Linked DNA regions of Hordeum vulgare: region 2 is linked to region 1. The links are chromatin contacts, called in public Hi-C maps. All regions are on one chromosome and are shown on one strand. The core of a region is the stretch at or near the end of the contact, and the rest is flanking DNA. Distances in the headings are between cores, read along the strand shown.

Region 1 (7,900 bases), core at 1,358-3,857:
AGGTGCGCTAGATATTTCCCTCTAGTCAGCAAGTTTGGCATGACCAAATCGTATGGGCGGTGCAGCTTATCCGATGGTTTGTGTGCGGTTAGATGGCCAAGGGAAGCCTTTGATCAGTTCCACTTGCGTGTTGGCATCCGACACCTGCCACATGGACTTGTAAAAATGGATAAAGGAATAAACCACCACATCACATGTTCGGGGTAAAAATGTTGCATTTTTTTTTTGCACAACCACTGTTTTACAATTATAAACAAGCACTAAAATTGAGGAATGCACTTATTTGCCTTTTGAGATCCTGTAAAATTTATAAAATATGGGATCTAAGAGCATTTACAACGAGAAACCCCGAATCCGCCCCAAATGCATGGACGAACGACCTGGTCAGTGACCAATCAAAAACACAATTCACACGAAAGCCACAAATCGGCCTCAAACGTAAGGACTGACGGACACCCTTAATATCCATCCCAATGCAGATATTAGAAGTCCCAAGCGTGATCGGGCGCTTCCGCCACGTCAGATCCGGGCCACACTGGACCACCTAACCCCTACATATATTCGTTATGATCCGTTTCTCAGACGAAATCCTAACCACTCCACTCCACTCCACTCTCCTCCGCTCCATTCTGCCATCCAAGCTCCCGCCTGGCGATCTCCAGCATGGCGGGTAGCGGATGTGAGTCCTACACATCCCGATCCGTCGATTATGAGCTCATCCCACTCAGTCCTGAGAAGGAGATGTTCGTACGGCTTGCGCTGCACCGCTACCGGGAGGAGCAGTGGCGGAGCCAGCGTGTAGTCACGGTGGGCCATGGCCCATCCAGAATTTGAAGAATTTTATTTTAATATGTACTTATTTAGCCTAAAAAATCTGGTTGAGTTTTTTTTCTGAGATGTGCACACCCTCCATTTCCCTCCTGGCTTCGCCACTTGGGAGGAGGCCGCCCGAAGACAGCGCGTGGACTCATTTTGTCAGGAATCAATTGCGTCCTCCCAACCGGTGCATTGATTCGTCGACATGGGTACCATATAGCTGCTTCACCGGAGGCAGTGCGGTCCGTGTGGCGTCAGAAGTGATGGTGGACGCGCAACTCCTTCGTTGGTGTGTCAAGCTAGAGGACGCGCAACTCCTTCGTTGGTGTGTCGGCTCCTCCCAGGAGGAATCCATCATTGATCTCACGTCCACGGGAATCGTTCGGTTTGTGAGCTGGGACGAGGAAAAATAGGGCATGCATGGGAGACATCGGGAGCTCGACTCCTGTGAGCCGGCTAGTATCGCATGTCCTACTCTACCTCCTAGACGAACCGGCAAACACTACGACTGGCGCAGCCGCCCATCGGATATGAGCACGACGAAGCCGGACGAGCTCAATTTACTATTAGAATTACGTTGCAGGCAAGAAAATGGATTTAAAGTTTTTAATTTAAATTTTTTGATTGTAGAATGCATTATTTAAGGGTTGATTAGTCACTGTCCACGGACGTTTGATATGTCGAATTTGTAGTCTGTTTGTAGATGCTCTAATCTAAGCGCAATAACCGCAAACAGGACAAAGGAATACAAGATGCTACAGCATTATCACATTCTACAAAATGTCATCCGTGAACACACCGCGTTACTTGATCCGTGTGCTTAAACAATATAGTCTCAAAACCAACCTTCGTTCCATCGACCGTTACCAGGCTCTGCATGAGGACGAGGAAACAGGAAAACCTCCCCGATCTCGCCCGTCACCACATACACCCAGCCAAATCACGAGCCATCGGAGAGAGAGAGAGAGCGCCAAATCATGGACCGGGGATTCTCGCAAGATTTCCCCACCAAACCGCCGCCTCGGGCGGCCGTCACGTCCCGTCCGCCGCATTTGTTTAAGCACGCCGGCGATGTGGCCTCCGCGCATCCATTCATCCTCCGAATTGTTTACTCGGCGGTGAACTCGAGCCTGCCCTGCGCCCATGATTAAAGACAAGACGCCTCCCCACTCCCACCACGGGAGGCATGCATACGCAGACGCGGACGTACGTACGCAGGAGATCTCGGGCTGGCTCCTGTCGCCTCTCGCGATTTTACTTTGGAGAAATGTACCTTGTACTACCACACTCACACGCCGGCAGTAGCAGGAGTACCAATTGCTAGCTAGGCTTTGCTCGGCACGCATGCACTTTGGTGGGTGGCCTTTGGGGTGCTGAAAAGACGAGCACAATCTCAAGCCACACGCGGGCTGGCACCGGCAGCCAGACATGCATGGAACAGCCCCGTACGCTCACTAATTTGTTTCTTTGGATCAAATCTGCACCTCAAAGTTAGCCCGTAGGATGAGACGGCTAGGCGCTTATTCTAGTCCTAGGCCGAGCTGATTTGTTCAGACCGGTTGCTGCCGGATCCAGTTTGGCGAACCAGGCGTTGCTCGTACTAGGAGGGATCTCACTTGACGCTCAAATTATTCATGAGAACTCGTTAATCATTGGGGCGGAACCGCCGGACGGTGGTGCTGCAGTCCCTTGGTTGATCGATCCGTCAGGGAGCGGTGTTGCTTTCGGGGTGTCGCTCGGATGGTCAGAACTCTGTAGGGGAAGGGGAACCGATCCGGCCTGATCCGCGTGACACGGCTTAGTTCCGTGCTGTCAACTCGCGCGCGCCTAACCAGGTCGTTGTCTAGCTCGATCAATCGTCTCCCCCACCGCACCAGCTAGGGGCAACTTGGAGCTGTCGCTACCGTTGGGGACTAGGGGCGACCGGAACATTTTTCTACCTGGCGTTCTCACAAAGTCAGAAACGGAGGGCTGGACCGGAGAACATGCTAGATCTATCTGCAGATACATACTGAGGCAGACATGCTACGATCGATGAGGCCCGCCTGATGGAGTGATGGATTGCCGGCTGCGCGATCACGGATGAAGGAGAGGGACCCTCACCCTATGGAAACAATCAAGCTGGCGATGAACAAGAGAGACAACATACTCCTTCAGAATTTCATGAACAATGCGACATCTACGTAAATACATTTACGTCATAGTCTAACTTGGCAATAACTGATTGGATTAAGAGGAGGATGAGGCCCAGCCACCCCTGAAAATCAAGGGGGGCATGTTTAGATTACTTGAAAAGTTTAGTAAACTTATGTAGGCTTTAGTAGGTCCAGCATTTTTGGAATTTCATACATATGCTACGCACACACAGTGCAAGTATACTTTTCTGCTTAGGGTGTGTCCTTGTTTTTTTTTTTGAAAAGAAGGAACTTAGCCCTCGGCCTCTGCATCAACCGATCGATGCATGCAGCCATTTTATTAAAATAGTTTGAAAATAATGTCTTAGCTCCACAAGTCTTTGAAGCAAAATAATGAAAACAAAGATATAATAAAAAGCAAACTGTCATATCCAGCGTCACTAAAAACAGACTACGATGTCTATACATCTAATTTATTATTAGCATCCCCATTCAAATCGACTGAAGATAGTCCGTGCGACCATCTCTCATCGGTTCCATCCAATATCCATAAGCTCCATGGAGTCCGCATGACTGAGTAACGACCACGTACGGATCCAAGACGTCGCTCTGAAGATAATCTGCAAAAAGTTGATGAAGTTCTTGCCATTAAAGATGGTATCATTCCTGGTATTTCATATAGCCCAAAATAAAGCACATACCCCAATTCTGATAATTTTCGATATTTCAACGTCCACTCTATTGAGCCACGTTGTAAATAACGAACTAATGCATAAAGAAGGAGAAACATTAAAGGCTATATAAACAGTGCGCGATAGTAGTTTTGCAAGATTGCAGTCAATATTAATAAGGATGGTTGTTAATATCCGTGCGTTGCCACGGAACAATAAAATTAGACACACACGTTGATCAAACATAGCTCCACATGGTACCCCGAACCCGATGATTTTTCCGGTGAGGCTTTCACTAAATATAGAAGTTGCTGATGCGTTCATAGAAGACAAAATATATTGAAATAAATAAATTAGATCAAAGTGTATTTAAATATAGTAAAAACACATGCCAGACACGACAATAGTGAATGTTTTGTAATAAACATCACTCTCTTGTGTTTGTCCATTTTCCTCTTGAAGAATCATCATCACCCGACTCTTTCAGGCTGGTTCGTTGAGCCACAAGAGCGTCAATATTAATAAGGATGGTTGTTGGTTGCTTCCAAATGCGGCGGGTTTGGCCACCCTGCTGTTGTGGCAAACGATCCTATGGCTTGCTTCGGTGCTATCGGCGAGTAGGTCATGGTCGTTTCAGCCTTTCAGCGAAGTTTTGCGGACCATGCAACTAACCTGCGCATGACATGCATGCCGGATGAACCCTGCCATATATTAATCTTTTTTGGGTGGGTGTGGGTGACAACCGTGATGATGATTACATAAAAATAATAAAGGGGAAGATACAAGCTTCTCTTCCTCTCCCACACTATGTGTCGTCATTGTGGCCAGACTTTTTCATATTGCCAAATGCGCAAACATAACTTAGGAAATCCGTTAATGAGTATAGGTTCATAATTAGCTGCAGTTTCTGCATTGGAATAGATGAGCATATAAGATAATTATTAGATAAAACAATTCAATTCTTATAATTGGAATATTTCATATCAATACAAAAAACATGCTCCAAAAATTAAATCATAGCAGTTCAAGGCCTTCCCAATCAAACATGCGAGTGAACCAAAATGCGATGTACAATATTATAATACATAAAGTAAAAAAAAAAGTCAGTCTATATGATAATTTTAAAATGTCAACATACTTCAGCCTAGTCTCTTTGCAATAAGTAAACCAAGTGCGCATTAAAACTTCACCATTTAAATTTGCATGCTATGTTTTTCTTGAGACTTAAATGTCTTTTGGCTGATTCCTTGTAAAGACGACAAACTTTGTGTATGTTATAAAATTAACGAGTGGCCACCCAGTCGCTGCAAGGTTTCTAAAAAAAAACAATATTTTCACAATCTTACCTTTGCCAACGAACTATGACCAAACAAGCCTTTTTAAAGTTACAATTGTGGCATTTCTTTCAGTTTTTCTTTTGGCGCCATCATCAACACAAAACAATTGAGTTGTTTCACAAATTGAGGTCTGTGAAGTAACCAGATATGAAAATAGTTTTAATACGAGGGAAAAGTGGAGAAAAAGCTGAACAATTTGAAACCTATGAATTTCTTTTTACCTTTGCAATGCCATTCAACTTTCAAATGAAGAAATCACACTTCAGTATTGATATGACATTTTCCTATGAAATGAAATGGTCTAATTAAAATGAGTTTCGGAGAAGAAACATGAGGTCTCAATCTCATGGAAGTTTTCTCTGGTCTCTTGGGAACTTCTCTATCCTAACACCTGCGGAGTTCTTATAGAACTTCCTAGATGAACAATATTGAAAATTCATGTACGTACTTCACTTTCCTGTATCATTGCACAAGGCATGGCACTATAGTTCCTGCATTTTCCCTAAACTCTGGTTTTCAATTCATGCATTTCAGAGGAGGCCTTGAGCAGTATCAGGCGTGCTACATATATCTTCAGTAGCCTTGTTGTGGCTTCTCCCTTGAAACCTTCACTCGAAGGGTACGTCCCTCCACAGTCTGCAGAGATTCAAAGTGAAAATCAGATTTTTTTAGCTGACACTGAAACCAACCAGTTGTTACACTGACCTACTTGTTGAGAGAATTTATCGCGCAGTAGGATTGCTCCTTTGTCGCCATTGTGACAAACAAAATCCCCTTGAATGCCTGGCCCCTCCTCTGCACTCATAGTATACTACTCTAGCATCAACCACTTTGCCGTGCGTGCTGAACAACTTCTCCAACCACGAGTCGTCCACTTGCCACGGCAGATAGCACACGAAGATTTCGAATGGACACCCAGATTGACGGGGAGTTGTGATATATACTGTCAAAGGTCTGACACTGCCATATATCACCTTTAATGTCCACATGAAAAGTTAATCAGCGAAGCCTAAAGCATAAGGTTTCCACAGCCTGCCTTTAGCATATGAAACAAACATTTCCAAAAGCAACCAAAAATGAAACAGATTAAAGAACATTCAGGTGCACATACTTCATACCACCCATGAATGAATAAGCTATTGAACAGGGTTAACACTTGACAGAATGAAGGGACCGATTAACTTGGCTCGTATTAAAGTATATACAAGCCCCCATGAAGCTACAGAAAGTACTCACATATACATGGTATGTTCTAACAGCCTTCTCAGCCTCCTCAACAGTAATCATGGTAACATACCCAAATCCACGGCTCTGGCCCGTTTTGTCATCGTAAATGACCTGCACAATCTGCATTTTAGAACAGGGAGAGAAAATATATATATACATATATACATCCTGCTAGCTGCATCTCAGCAGTACTGATGACATTCTAAAAAAAACAGTACTGATGAAACAGATTGCCAAACAAACAGTCCATTCTTGCCGATGTTGGATTTGGGCCATATTTGTCATATATCATAGAAAGAACAAGGATGATGAAGAGCTGAAAAGGCTAACCTCCGAGAACACCACTACTCCGGCATGGTCGAAGCTTAGTGTGAGGGACTCGTCGTCAATGTGGTAGGGTAGGTTTCCCACATACACTGTGGACCCCTTTGATGCATATTCTGTTGGTGTGTCCTCCCCATAATCTTCATACTGGTCCGGCTCTGGCTCCGGCAGGTAGTTGCTGGTATTGGTCGGGTAAGTAATTTGAGCTGTGTGAGCATTGCCTCTTTTAGCCATTGCCGTAGTGTAAACTTTTGGTGCACTTACAGTTGGTTCTACTGGGTGAGTAATTTGTGCTTTCTGAGAGTTGTTTGAACCTCTTCCTGGCCTTGGTGCACTGACTGTTGGAGCCACAGGATAAGTAGCTTGATAAGTGTGAGCGTTGTTTGAACCTCTTCCAGTTCTTGCCGCAGGGTGTGGCCTTGGTACACCGCCAGTTTGCACTACAGGATAAGTAACTTGAGAAGTGTGAACATTGCTTCTACTACCAGCATCCCTTGTCGCACCGTATGCTCTTGGTACACCAATAGTTGGCTCTACAGGGTGAGTAACTTGAGAAGTATGAGCATTGCTTATGCTACCTTCAGCTCTTGTCGCAGGGAATGCTCTTGGTGCACTGACAGTTGGAGCTACATGATAAGTAACTTGAGAGGTGTGAGCATTGCTTGTGCTACCTTCAGCTCTTGTCACAGGGAATGCTCTTGGTGCACTGACAGTCGGGGTTACATCCAGTGCAGTTCTAACCGAAGTATGCATTTGCTGGTTTTGGTTCACAACATTCTGAAGAGGATTCTGATTGGCAAGAGAAAGGCGGTCGACTGACGCCATTGCTAGGTACATGGCATTTTCCTTTTCTGGATGAGATGCTCGTAGCCATTTGCACTTGAACGCAAGCCTTAATGTTTTCCACTTAGTTTCCTTATCAGTAGCATGGCAATGATCATCAACCGAGAGACTGCAGGCTATGTATATCACACCAAAAAGAGCGCGAGATTGTTCTGCATCCAGTTGTGCTCGGTACCTCGGCGATCTGGTTGCCGCCGAGCACATACCTCTCCTCCTCCTCCTTGACCTCCCGACCCACGCACCCCCCGTACCTTTCCTCTTCATTGACATATGTCGCCGCCTCTACTGCCATGACATTTGACCTCCCGACCCACGCACCCCCCGTACTTTTATCAGAAGGTTTTGATTCTGATGTTCTTCTATAGCCTAGGTGTTGGTTCATTTGCAGATGTTATTTATAGTTTTATATTCCCATCTGTTAGGTAGGAGATGTATGCTACATAAGAAATTGCAAAGGTCTCACCAACTAATAGCAAGAACCAGTACGATTGACTCATCGATGGTAAAAAGTTGGATATTAACAGCATATGCAAACTTATCTCGTTTC
Region 2 (7,900 bases), core at 2,719-5,218, 410 kb after region 1:
ACCAAGCGAGTTATTGATCCTTTAGACGATCCTTCAGCGGAACTCTCAATGAAAACATCAATATCGGTGTCAAAACCGGCAGATTTCGAGTAAGGGGTCCGAAGTTTAGATCTTAGATCGATGGATAACAAGGGACGAAGGAGATGATGTTTCCCCAGGTTCGGGCCCTATTGACAGAGGTAAAACCCTAAGTCATGCTCCTGTTGTATTGAGGAAGGAGTAAATAGTACATAGTTGATCTACCTGGAGATCAACTGTTGTGGTCTAAAACCCTAGTCGTAATGAGCTTAATGTATCCTACGAACTCTGGGTCCTGGTTTATACAGATAACAGGGATGCTAGGGTTAGACAAAGTCGGTTACATCAAGAAAGGAATATGCCGATTACTACGTCACTTTGGATTGCACGCCAAGCCTTCGAAAGATTTCATCTCGATTCTAATACCACCAATGATGATCGAACGGCCCAGGAGTCCAGCCCACGAGAATAGATAAAGTGGCCTGAGGACCCCTTAATCTTGGACTCCCCCAAACGGTAGCAGTAATAACAATTTTGTAGTGATTGTAATAGCAGCAACACTAGTGATTCAAGCAAAACAATATTATGAGAAAGCGTAGGCATGGAGTACCGATAGATATTCGGATGAAATTCATAATGTAATAGTCGCAACCAAGAGCAACACATAACTAACTCCAATTCATCATCCATATGTAGGCATCTATTCCGTATATAGTCATATGTGCTTGCAATAAGAATTTCAATGACATATTTTGTCCTACCATCCCGTGGCAGTGGGGACCTATTGGAAATTAATGGTGATTAGGGCGTTCGTTTTAATGAAAAACCGAAACAAAGCATTAACACATAGTGAATACATGAACTCCGCAAATTACCATCATCCCCGGAGAGTATCCCAATTATTGTCACATTGGGGTCTAGTGATCATAACAAGTAATAGGTGCATACAACTTGCAACATAGAATCTAAGACACACTTATATTCATGAAAACATAATAGGTTCAGATTTTAAATCACGACGCTCGGGCCCTAGTGACAAGCATTAAGCGTGCCAAAGTGAGAGCAACATCAATCTCAAAACGTATTGGATACTAGGGATCAAGCCCTAAGAAATTGACTCAATTACATGATGAATTTTTCCCATCTCCATCTACCTCCAATATACCTACGATGAGATTACTCACTCCCGGTGGTGAGCATACTGAGGTCGTTGATGGCGATGTCAACGATTTGCCTACTCTGGAGCTCGAAAAATTCAAGCCTCCATGTGAAGAACATGAGGTGTCGGCGACTCCATATTGTAAAACGCGATGAAAATTTTCTCTCTGCTTTTTCTCTCGGGATGATGGTATATGTAGAGGTGAAATTAGGTCAGACGAAGGCTCGTTGGGTCTACAAGCTCACATGGTGCGTCTAGGGGGTGGGTGCCCCCATGAGCTTCTGGCTCTCTAGTGACTGCCCTTCGGGAGTCCTTTGTGCAAGTATATTTTATATATTCCAAAATAAAACTCCTTAAAATTTTGTGCAATTCGAGAACTTTTATTTCTACACATCAAAAACAACACAAAGGTAGTTCTAGTGAAAATAATGTTAGTCCGGATTAGTTTCATTCAAATTATGCAAATTAGAGACAAAAATAAGAACAAAAGTGTTTGGAAAAGCAGATACATTAGAACGTATCAACTCCCCAAGCTCAACTCACTCCTTGTCCTCAAGCAATTCAGTTGATAAACTGAAAGTGACACGGAAAACTTGTACAAACTCATTTGCTTTTGTTGTCGTATATAAATTTAGCAAGCAATCAAGTTTCGAGCAAAGAATATGTACTAACCACATGTATTATAACATTTAGAATACATGTTTATTCTTGTAAATGGCATAATCATCTAGCGAGAGATAACATTATATCTCAAAAATCAACACTTTATCTAAACAATCATGACACAATAAAGCAATCATGATACAATATGATATAGTGGTATCCCGCTAATCCTTTTCGAGACCACAAAACATAAATATAAATCACCTCTAATATTCAAGCAACGACTAAGCATTGTAATTCACGATAGAAGATATCCATTTACGCTCGCACCTACCGTTAATTAAACGAGATGCATGGTACACTAAGAATGACAATAGCGCTTTCAGGTCTCTTGCTTGAATAAGAAGGTAACGATTCAACAATAAAAGTAAATAGATAGGCTCTTCCCAGAGTCAAGCAGTTTTCTACGGTGCCAGAGCTCATTCATTCTAAAATAAAGAAAATTTTAGTTTTGAGAGGTATACTTTTTAAAACATGGTTTACAGTTGAGCTTCTGATATCTTCCATGCTAAACACATTAATGTTGGTTGCCAAATAGAAAGGAATTTTTACCCCCCCCCCTCCACCATACAAACACTTACATGGCTAGCCGAATCTAGAGGTGTCCTCCAAACAATCAACATTTCAAGGGAGTTTTTATTCCTATTTTTATGAATTAAGCGGGACTGGGCGTCCTTGTTGTTAGCCTCCCTCAAAGTTGACGAGCTAATAAACTCTCGTTGTGAGTTAAACACACTTAGCATGGAAGACATTAAGCACCCAACCGCTCCATGAGCATTTGGGTACACAAAACATGTATTTATTTGAAGGTTTAAAGATTGTGCATGCAAATTTTCTTGGAACGACAGGGTAATACCTCATATAGGTTATTATGATGGACTCTTATGGCATAAAAAATTTAGGAGTTTGGATGCACAAGAGGTATGCCCGCTTAGTACAAGTAAAGGCTAACAAATAGATTGAGAAGCGACCAACTAGAGAGCGATAATGGTCATAATCATGCATTTTCAATAATTAACAGTGAACATGAGCATGAGGGGGATATAAACACTCTGAACAAAAATAACATAGAGGCAATATTGAATTTGAAATAATTAAATACGTGAACCTGTGCCAAGTCAAGCCACCCGAATTTCTCATAAGGATACCATCCTAACATAGTAACGTACCACATCATCATCATTTTAATGCATGTTAACACCCAAGAAACATATTATCCACTCCTAACTATTTAAGCAAGACATGAGCAATTGTAATTTTTAATTATCACCATACACATGTTTACTCATAATAGGCTGAATTAAGATTACTGATTTAAGCATATTTATAAAATAGAAGCAAGTAGAGTTCATACTAGATTTTCTTCACCACGATCACTTTATTAAATTATCGTCGTTATTGTTTTTCACCTTCACGACTGAATGGTGAGAAAATTATGACAATGTAAGTGTGTAGTGAACTAAGCTGAAATTTACACGTACTTTATAAAAGCAGAAGACAAGCGAATATTTGGCCTTTTATTAGTTCAACAGTAAAGGACATAAGAGCCACTCGATGATGTATACGAGGTCATCTCCTTACGACGACTCAAGAAGAGAAAGAAAATTCATAAAACACACTGAAATATTTTAGTTCTTTTTCTCATGAAAGAAAAGAAAAAAAAAGAGGAAAATTACTTACAGCAAAGAATTTCCAACAAACACAAAAAAAAAACCCGAGATTGGATGTTGTGGTGGGTCTTCTTCATACATAATTGGATATTGACGTCGACTTTATCCTATTTTACAATTGTATATGGTTTGGTGACACGCTTGCATTTGCATGTTGAGATAAATTCGCCAACGGGACGACTCTCGTAAGTACATACTCCGGATTACAAAAGATGGTTTCAACGTTTAGTTCACATGCCCACAAAAGAAACCTTTGGAGAATGGGCGTACATACATTCATAAATCGCATGCAGAAATACAAACACGGGCGGCCTGGTTGGTGCGTACGTACAGTACGTAGATGCATCAGCAACACTGTTGCACCTGCCGAGGGCTTAAATGATTGGGGTCACTCACCGCCACCGGTCAGGTCGGTCTCCGTCTCCTCACTCACTGACCCGCCCGCATCATCAACAAAAAAGTTTGCTAGCTCCGCTCCCCCAGCTCAATTCCGTCCCCTCACCCACACAGCAGCTTTCCCACGGCCCCCCTCCCCTCTCCGCCCGTGCCGCGGCTATCTGCCCGCCTATATACACACCTCCCCGCCCACCCTACCGTCTCTCCTCCCCCTCTTTCTCTCTCGCCACCACACCCAGTCACCCACGCACCCGCTGCTCGCTCCCTCGGCTCGGCATCGATCTCTCTCTCCCTCCACGGCAGGCCGGCGTCGTCGATCGCGTGCTTGCCAGGTAAGATTTGTGGTCGATCTTCGTCCTACTGTAGCTCCGGGCGGGCCCTCCGGCGGCCAGCGGCTAACTGCTGGTTGTGCGGCTGAGATGACCGCGGGCCAGCGCGTGCGCGCGCGCGTGTGTGTCAGTTTCTTGGCTGATGCTGCTCTGCCGCAGCGGCCGAGGTGAGATTCAGGCCGACTTGGATGCCACGCTCTGGTCCGGGCCTGCACCGTACTTCAAGATAGCTCAGGACCAGCTTCTGCTGATCCTTCGATTCTCCCTTTAGGAAACCCTAGAGTCAAAATTTCTTGTGCCCTCGAGAAGGATATCGTGTACACCTACAGACTCTCGCCGGTGCTTAGCTTGATTTTTTAGTTGCCCGTGAGCTGAGCTGAAGAACCATGCCGCGAGCTGATGAGCAGCTAGCTCACTGGCTGGCTGCAGTGTGAAAATCCAGATTCTTTTGGTTTCAGGCGGCTCCGTGTGTACTGACGGGCGGTCGTCTCGCATGCAGATCTGAGGTCAAAGCAGGAGGACAGGACGGACATGCAGGGAGCGCTGGTGGACAGCCCGGGGGCGGCTGAGGCGGCGGTGCGGCCGAGCAGGTACGAGTCGCAGAAGCGCCGGGACTGGCACACGTTCGGGCAGTACCTGCGCAACCACCGCCCGCCGCTGGAGCTCTCGCGGTGCAGCGGCGCCCACGTGCTGGAGTTCCTCCGCTACCTCGACCAGTTCGGCAAGACCAAGGTCCACGCCCCGGGCTGCCCCTTCTTCGGCCACCCTTCCCCGCCGGCGCCGTGCCCGTGCCCGCTCCGCCAGGCCTGGGGCAGCCTGGACGCGCTCGTCGGCCGCCTGCGCGCCGCCTTCGAGGAGCACGGCGGGCGGCCCGAGGCCAACCCGTTCGGCGCGCGCGCCGTCCGCCTCTACCTCCGCGAGGTGCGCGACTCCCAGGCCAAGGCGCGCGGCATCGCCTACGAGAAGAAGCGCCGGAAGCGCCCGCCACCGTCGTCGTCCCAGAAGGCGGCCAAGCCCGCGCCGTCCCCACCCCCGCCTACCTCCACGCAAGTAGCCGCGCCGCCCCCGGAGCGAGCCCCGGAGGTCCTCGTCTCGCGGGCCGTGCCGGCGCAGGGGCACTACTTCATCCCACACCCGCAGCACTTCATGCACGGGCATTTCCTGATGCCAGGCAGCCATGAGGCGGACGCCGCCGTCCCGAGCAGCTCCAGCGGAAACAGCAACGGCCACAGCAATGGCCACAGCGGCGGGAACGGCGGCGATGAGATGGCCATGGCGATGGCAGCGGCAGCGGAGGCGCACGCGGCGGGGTGCATGCTGCCGCTCTCCGTGTTCAACTAGCGAGCTCCCCGGCCGCATCCATGGTTGCGATCCTAGCAAATGCAATCGCAAGGTAGGTCTTAAGTAAGTTAATTCGGAGGTCTATATATCTAGCCGTAATCTCGATCGATCGCCGGATGAACCCCATCGATCGATCGATCACCGCGCGGACGCACTGTTGTTGTCCTTACCCAACACTATTCACCCTTTTGGCTACATTTCTTGCTCGGAGCTAGTGGTGCTCCTCCTCCTTGCTACTGTAGGGTTTCTACTTTCTAGCAGCGTTCGTGCACGCTTGGTTGATTTGTGTATGCAGAAATAATTAATCCAAGGCTCGATTGAAATTGCAAGGGGATTTCCACTGCTAGAATGTGTGCACTGCTGACCGATTGATGCATGGTTTGATGTATTTGTTGCATTTTTCCTGTCGTCGGACAGATCTTACTGATGTGCTCCTAGTATTTTAATTTGTTCGTGTGACTAGCATTGCCATTGCACTGTTTCATGTGTAATACATGCTTAATCTTGGTGATGTTTCACCTTCGAGAATTTACATCTTGCATCGTAGGTTTCATCTTTCATTCTTTCAGTATATATTTCTCGATTCCCGGGCAAGAAAATTCTTGATTCATATGATATGATCTTGGTCGTGTGCTTCCAATTTGTTTGCACGTGGGGCATCGAAAGGATATTAAATTTATATGATAAATCTTGCAAGAATTTGCATAGAAAATCCACACAGCTAGCATTGAAGTCTTTGCACGTTTCTTCACTACAAGTGGGGCCTTAGACCATTTCCAATGCATCTTCTCTTAACATCATATCCTAATGCATGTTAGATGTTTGGACACAACATCTGCATGCATTGTATCTGACATAGATCTGGTATTTTATTGTAGACCCTACTTTTATTAAGATTATCTGAGTCGTCTAATTGGATGGTAATGTGAGAGTTACTAATATATCAATCATTTTGCGGATGGAGACCGTATCTAAGTACTAAGATAAGAGACATTTCTATAAGAGATCATCGCTCGCCATTAAATTTTTAGGCCACACAGACAAAAATCTTATGTGCTGGCCAAAGAGATGGTGCAAGGGTGAAGCATTTGGAGCGGTATAAAGTTTACTTTAGAGTTTTCGACGCTGTAGATGACCATAGGACGATATGTCTTGTCAAAAGTTAAAATAGACCTCACAACTTGTGAGTAAGATATAGACAACTTACCTAAGGAACATTATCGTCTGTATATGCTCTGTAATAACTAACAAATTATCCGTACGATAATAACAAATAACAATATCATCTCGTTTCATTCTTTTCCTTACACCTTTCGAAAATCTTACGAACCTCCTAAATCTAGCATCATTACTGTACACGACTTCAGAAGAAACTACCGTCCCTACATGTTTTTTCGAAAAACTTTTGATCTGTTCATCTTCTGACTGCACAACGAACAACAAAAATATGAAAAAAAATATATACATTGAAATGCATAGAGTAGCGACAACTAGCTAACTTTTTTAAAATATTGGGTTTTTTGTTGAATTTGAAAAATATAGCATTTTTTTAAGAAAAACGAAAAATATAACGGTCTCGGCCGGACCGAGGCCGACCCGTAGCCGAGTATCACCTGTCGGCCTTGGTGTGGCCGATTAGCCCCCAGTCGGCCATGTGGTAGCCGACTATTGGTCGGGCCACGTCGCTCGCGCCCACTCGGCCTGGAGGGGAGCCAGTCGGCCCTGGCATGGCCGGTAGGCCTTTGGGCCATGACGAGGCCGATAGGTGGCCGATTTGAGCCAGCCCGCTCCCCCTCCCCTTCTTCCTCCTCCTTGTCTCTTTCTTTCTCTCCTTCTCCTCTTTCCTTCTCTCCCAACCCAAAAACTCTCTCATCTCTAAACTAATCCTAGTCATTTTTTCCCACATTTTTCATCGTAGTTGTATCGTATAGGGTTAGGGTAGCCAAGCCATTCGTCTCACCCGCGATGGGGTAGTCCACGTCTAGAACAGCAACCGACGCCCCATCCACTGCCTCCTGCCCAGGCAGGTAGTTCGGCGTGGCATCACCCACAACACCATGCTCCCTCGTCGAGCTTCGTGTTTCAGCCGACATTACAACATCACAGTCCCAAGATGTGTTTCATGTTTTAGGCACATCAAATTGGTATGGTCCCTCCCGCAGGCTCCTATGCATATCAAGAGGCGTCGGCATCCAGATCCGGGTGCGCTGGGGAATAAGAAGAACCACTATCACAGCAAAACATGTGGTTGGACATGTTTTCGACTCCTCCACCATGGCCCACACAGGATACACAGAATGACCAGGGCGGGTCCGAGATTCCTC

What was found. Hi-C and Micro-C count contacts between places; a contact is called where the count stands out from the background.
Region 2: a Hi-C map of leaf shows a contact between it and region 1, with 4 times the contacts expected there. The contact joins the promoter of LOC123411667 here to the enhancer-like site in region 1. A contact is called at or near these places in 2 of 6 Hi-C or Micro-C datasets (leaf and seedling) and 1 of 1 datasets of contacts at active chromatin or transcription factors (embryo).

Annotation. Positions count from the first base shown.
Region 1 is chr7H:594,217,749-594,225,648 of MorexV3_pseudomolecules_assembly, forward strand. It overlaps the pseudogene LOC123409416. Among protein-coding and RNA genes, the nearest start is that of LOC123412903, 5.7 kb to the right of the region's middle. Within about 2 kb of position 2,608, at least 3 of the 3 cell types and tissues checked have open chromatin away from gene starts, as enhancers often do. A contact at or near this core is called in leaf and seedling, where this site is marked.
Region 2 is chr7H:594,621,761-594,629,660 of MorexV3_pseudomolecules_assembly, forward strand. LOC123411667 (protein G1-like2) reads left to right here and starts at 3,969. Exons shown (of 2, transcript XM_045104632.1): 1 at 3,969-4,238; 2 at 4,735-5,905. The coding sequence starts at 4,767. The coding sequence ends at 5,576.